Linked DNA regions of Sus scrofa: region 1 is linked to region 2. The links are chromatin contacts, called in public Hi-C maps. All regions are on one chromosome and are shown on one strand. The core of a region is the stretch at or near the end of the contact, and the rest is flanking DNA. Distances in the headings are between cores, read along the strand shown.

What was found. A called contact is a pair of places that touch in the nucleus more often than the background predicts.
Region 1: a contact with region 2 is called in a Hi-C map of liver, with 1.9 times the contacts expected there. A contact is called at or near these places in 1 of 5 promoter capture datasets (liver), 4 of 47 Hi-C or Micro-C datasets (epiblast stem cells, fetal skeletal muscle and liver) and 1 of 2 datasets of targeted methods (skeletal muscle).

What each region holds. Positions count from the first base shown.
Region 1 is chr4:79,315,099-79,317,798 of Sscrofa11.1, reverse strand. No RefSeq gene overlaps it. Among named protein-coding and RNA genes, the nearest start is that of SNAI2, 52 kb to the right of the region's middle.
Region 2 is chr4:79,263,593-79,266,372 of Sscrofa11.1, reverse strand. It overlaps SNAI2 (zinc finger protein SNAI2), which reads right to left and starts at 1,493. Exons shown (of 3, transcript XM_005663090.3): 1 at 1,307-1,493; 2 at 49-594. The coding sequence starts at 1,385.

The DNA of each region.
Region 1 (2,700 bases), core at 164-2,663, 52 kb before region 2:
CCTGGACCACAGTAACTGTGGCACCACGGGGCCTCCACCCAGCAGCTTTTAGCCCCTCAGTCCATCCTCTGCCCCAACCCTTGCTTCTCCTGAGAGCAACTCTAGGCCAGCGGCTCTCTGCCTGGAGCCCCCTATCCTGTGCCCCCTGCCTGTTGATTCTGTTTCCTCTGCCTATTGGTGTCCTTGTCACCTTTTCTCCCTGGCTGATTGCAACTCACCTTCACAGAGTTGGGCGTGACCTATCCAGAGGAGCCTTTCCTGACCTTCCAGGTTGGGGAGGTGCTGTTTCTCAAGGCTTTCCCGCCCGTGGCTGTCCTGAGCCCTGCTGATGGGTCGTCTCTTACTGGGGGCCCATATCTGTCACGCCCCCCTCCGTCATGGCAGTGACTTCACTCTTGTAATTAATTTCCTGTTTACTTGCTTATTTCCTCATTTATATTATAACTTTCCAAAGGCAGAAATTGGGATTTATTTATTCTTGTGTCCCCAGAAGCCTTTAGATATTAGTCTATTATGACTCAGGAGTATCCCCAGCTGCGAGCTTACACCCCTCCTACCATCCAGTCCTGACCTTGTGAGGCCAGGCTGGATGGGGGAGGGGCAGAGCCCCCTCTGTGCCGGGACAGGCTGGCAGGTGCCTCCACCAAGACCCTGAGTCCAGTAGAGAACCCCTGCCCTGCCCCAGCGCTCCTTCTGCTGCAGACACCATCCCGGATGGCTGAGGGGGTCTGGCCTGGATGTCACACTGGGCAGGGGGAGGAGGCCTCCACGGATGGGGCTGTCGGGGTCCGTAGCCCCCAGGCCTGGTTGGAAGAGGGCCATGGGACATGGGAGGTGGCCCCACAGTGAGGGAGCAGCTGCTGGGAGTCACTCTTGGGCTGTAGGGCAGCCTCAGAGACAACCCTGTGCAGGGCTCGCCACGCCTCCTTCTTAGGGCCAAGAATGTGCCACATAAAACAGAGTGGCTCTTAAACAAGCATTAAGGCCCAGTGCTCTGTGCCATCCAGGCAGAACAGCTGGCTGTATTTTAACCTGGGTCTGGTCAGCCACCTTCAGGGTCAGCGGTGGCTGTGAGGTCAGAGCCTCTGACCCCCACCTGGGGACATCAGGCTCAAGGTGGCACACTGGCCTCGCTCTGGGGGAGGGACAGAGCAGGAGCTGGTCCAGCGGCTGTCATGCCCCAGTTTGCTCCTTTGCACGTGGCCTGGGTTGGAGGTCATCAGGTCTCAGGGCTCCTCACTCCCAGCTCACTCGTGTCAGACCCCCCAGCTCAGGCACTGGTACCTGGAGGCCAGATACCACCCTCCTGATTCATGTGGCAGCAGGAGCCCCCACATGAGGGGTTGGGGAGGCCTGAGGCTGGCTGTGGGCAGATGGGACACTGATCCAGGCTCCAGATCTCATCCTGCTGGGAAAAGCCCTGGCTTCAAACATGCTTGTTTACAGGCAGACCTTTCTCCTCCGGCTGTTTGCTGGGCTGGATCCCACTCTTGAAAACGAAACCTTGGTTTCTATGGAAATGACAATGGCTCCCTGCCCGCCCCTCCTCCCCACGAAGGTATTACTTCTCTCTTAAAAAGTCTGAACAGTTAAACCAGGAGTCACGGAAACCTTCACCACCTCCGCATTTTGAAACTATCGAAAATTCTGCACAAAGATTATAATTCAATCCTAATTCTTGTAATAATAATAATACCTTTGGATTTGACCCCATCATATTCAAAGAGACTGCTTATCTTTTTTCTACTAGATTTTCTATCAGAAAGGTTAGCATGTGGTCCAAGTGTTGCCTGATGTTCTGGGTGCTCAGACACTCCCCAGCACAGGGGGGGCTCCTCTGGACAGTGTCACTCTCTGGAACCCACTTGCACCTCCTCAAGCCTTAGCACCTCCGGTGACCTCCTGTGCCGATGTCTGCGGGGACCTTCGACACGGCTTTGACCGCAGACCGCATGACAGTCTCAGGGCACAGAACGTAGTTTCCCTGCTGGCAGGAATGGGTATGCAGGGCAGGTCAGCGGGGGCCTGGCTGTCGGGGCACCGACGTGAGCCAAGGGGCGGGCAGGCCTCTCAGCCCCCACTTTTGTTTTCACACTGAGATAGGAAACCGCAGATTGTGGCTTTAACTCCAGGAATCTTAGTTTTTCGGAAATGGAATATTCCACTTCAGAATAACACAGGGCTTTGCCCTGAAGATGGCACATGGATGATAGCTGCCTTCTGCTAATTCTTCAGGGTGCTGTGGTCTTGGAGGGGCCTTCATTTTGTTCCTCCCAAAAGCCCTTTACCTGAGGACTGCAGGCTAGGCGCCTATGCCCCTTACACGGAATGTGGGACGTTCTGAACTGAACACACACAATGCTCTGTGGACACGTAGAGACCACAGACAACAAGAGTCTGGAGGACTCCTCTCTATTTTGCAGTTGGAGGCATTTTGCACACACAATTCAAAACTACTAGAAACAGGTGATCTTTTCCCAACATTCTTGAAGCCATGCTGTTCCAGGAAACGTAGACTTCCACTAATTACAGAGGAATTCTGGCCTCGCTCGTGGCACTCTCATGTTTGGAGGCCTAGGGGGGATTCCTGACAGTGTGCTAACCTAGTGATTGCTCGCATCCCGCAGTTGAGGAGGTAGCCCCCCCCGCCCCCTGCGCCCCCGTATGTGCAGCAGCTTCTCCTTGCTGCCCTTCTTCTAC
Region 2 (2,780 bases), core at 244-2,743:
GGGCTTCCTCCTGTCGGCTGGTGACGGCCTGCCTGCCTTCCCTCTTACCAGTGTGCGTTCTGATGTGTCCTTGAAGCAGCCAGGGTCTGGAGAAGGCCTTGCCACAGATCTTGCAGACACAAGGTAGGGTGTGGGTCCGAATGTGCATCTTCAGGGCGCCCAGGCTCACGTACTCCTTGTCGCAGTACTTACAGCTGAAGGACTTCCTAGACTGGGCGTCACAGTGCAGCTGCTTGTGCTTGCCCAGCCCTGAGAAGGTCGAATAGGTTTTACTGCATAAATTGCACTGAAACTTCTCGGCTTCGATGGCGTGGGGGTCGGAAAGCTTGGACTGGAGTCTTTCCTCTTCGTCGCTAACGGGACTTTCGGAGCCGCTGTGGTCCTTGGATGAGGTGTCGGATGGAGGAGGGGGGCTCACACGCCCCAAGGGTGGGGGGTATCCGGACAGGGGGGAGAGGCCGTTGGGCAGCGGGGCGTGGAACGGAGCCGCGCTGGTCCACACCGCAATGGGGCTGTAGGCTCGCGAGCTGAGGATCTCCGGTTGTGGAATGACAGGCATTGGGTAACTCTCATAGAGGTACGGGGAAACGATCACTGGGGAAGACAAGAGGGGAAGGAAGAGTGAGGCGGAGAGAAACCTATGAAAACCCACCACGAAGCTGCTTGGCAACGCAAACGGACGAGAGGACGCGCGCAGGAGGAACTCGCAGGCGTTGGTAGGACATTTCTTCCCACCCTTGCTACTCGCGCGGTCACTGTACTTGGGGCGCACACGGAGCGTCGCGGGGCTGCAGCGGCTCGGCGGTCAGCGAGCGCAGCCCAGCCCCGCCCAGCTAGGGCCTCCGCGGTCCCCAGCGAGGGGAAAGCCTATCCACTACCTCGAAAGCTGCAGAGAAGTTCCCTTCCATTTTACGCGTGGGCTGTTTGCAGGGTTTATGACTGTGAGTACAAAGACAGGCGTAAATCCAGCTGCTTTCTAAAGGAAAGGAGCCTTATGACATGAAAAAAAAAGCAGTAATTCAACATTTACGCGTGGCCTTACTCATCCTCCGCGTACTCATTATGCAAGTATGCACACGCTTCAGAAAGTGACGTTGCAAGAGCCGAATGGAGTTTTCCTGGCCAGTGAAAAGTTTGAATTAAAACTTAGCCCAGATGATCAAAGGAACGGCCGCTCTTTCAGGAGGGACGCTGTTTAGAGGAAAACAGCTCCGCCTCTAACTTTTGTAGAAGTTGAGCTGCAGCTCACACTGCTATTTACCTCTTGATAGACAGACTGAGTTGCAATATAGAGCCCCCCTTTTACCTGTGTGTGTGTCCAGCTCGCTGTAGTTGGGCTTCTTGGAGGCGTTGAAATGCTTCTTGACCAGGAAGGAGCGCGGCATCCTGCCGGCTGCGCGGGGCGCCGGGCGCGGGGCGCGGGGCGCGCAGTCCTACAGCATCGCGGCCCCGGCAGGTGCGCGCGCGGCGCCGCCAGGTCGCAGGCTCTTCGCGGACTGAGCCCGCGGTGGCGGGGAGGCCTTTTTTTCCTGCCTTTTGCAAGAAGGGTCCAATCACAGCCGAGAGGTTCGGATTTCAGCTCCTCCCTCTGGGACAGCTGTGAACAGAGGAAGAATCTGTTGTCAGACTAAATTATTTTGGTTCAAAATGGGCTGTTCTCCGGCTTTCAGTGGAGAGGAAAAAAGTGCTTAAGTATTTTCAAGAAGAGGTAATTTTCCTTCTTCAGCTCGTCGGCCCTTCGCGCTCTCGGCGAGCTGGATCCGGCTGAACCTGGCCTGGCTTCCAGCTGTGGGCTCTGGCGCTTGCTGGGAAAGGCAGGGGGCCCGCGGGTCCCAGGCCAGCCTCTGGGCTTTGGAGAGGTTCTGCTCGCTCAGGGACGGAACAGTTCACTCCCGGCTTTTGACAAGAAAGGTAGCGGCAAAGACAAAGCCCCAGTGAGTGAGGGGCGGGCCCGCAGGGGACTCCCCGCGGCTAGCGAACCACCCGCCTCTCGCTGGGGACGCGCTTCGAGTCCAGGAGGCCCGGGGCAGAGCCAGAGGCGGCGCCTGGGGAAATGAAGCAGGCGTGTCACCACATTAGCCGTGAGGCTTGAAAGAAGCGCTTTGTAGCCCCCGAAAGACCGGCTGCCTGCGAGACCGGGCACCGTACGGATGAAAGCGAAGGATGGGTTAATGTCCTTTGGAACGGGAAGGGTTCCCCACAAAGGCATTTGCATCTTTTCAGGCATCGCCATGTAATTTTATGGAAAAAAAGTGTGAAGGGGCCTTGAGAGACAATTATTTCAAAAATGTATATGCTTTTAGACCATGCTCTTTTCTTGGGTATAACGTCGTCAAAATTCATGTGTTTCTGCCCCTCCCCTGCATTGTGTTTTTAAAGAAAGGGTGCCATCCTGAGCACTGCTTGGTTAAACTTTTAAGCTAGTCTAGCAATCAGCAAAAATACTTTGGTTGTGTGTATGGTATTTAATCTAAAAATACCCTAAAGTGGCTCATTTGAAAAGTGAAATTATATCCATATTTACAAGCACTTCCGTCCCTTCTAGATTATTCTCCCTACCTTTGGCTTAAAGACTAAGGAAAGAACACATTTGCAATCAGACCACGCTACCCTTGATTGGAACAGGTGCTGGGAGGAAAAAGGTGAAAAATAACAGTGTGAAGTCAAGACTTGTAAGAGGAAGGTGCATGTCAGGCTGCATAACTTCTTAATCTTGGGGGGAGGCCGGAGTGTGCAGGGGAGGGCGGGGCTCAGGCTGCCTGAGCTAATTTCAGAGATCC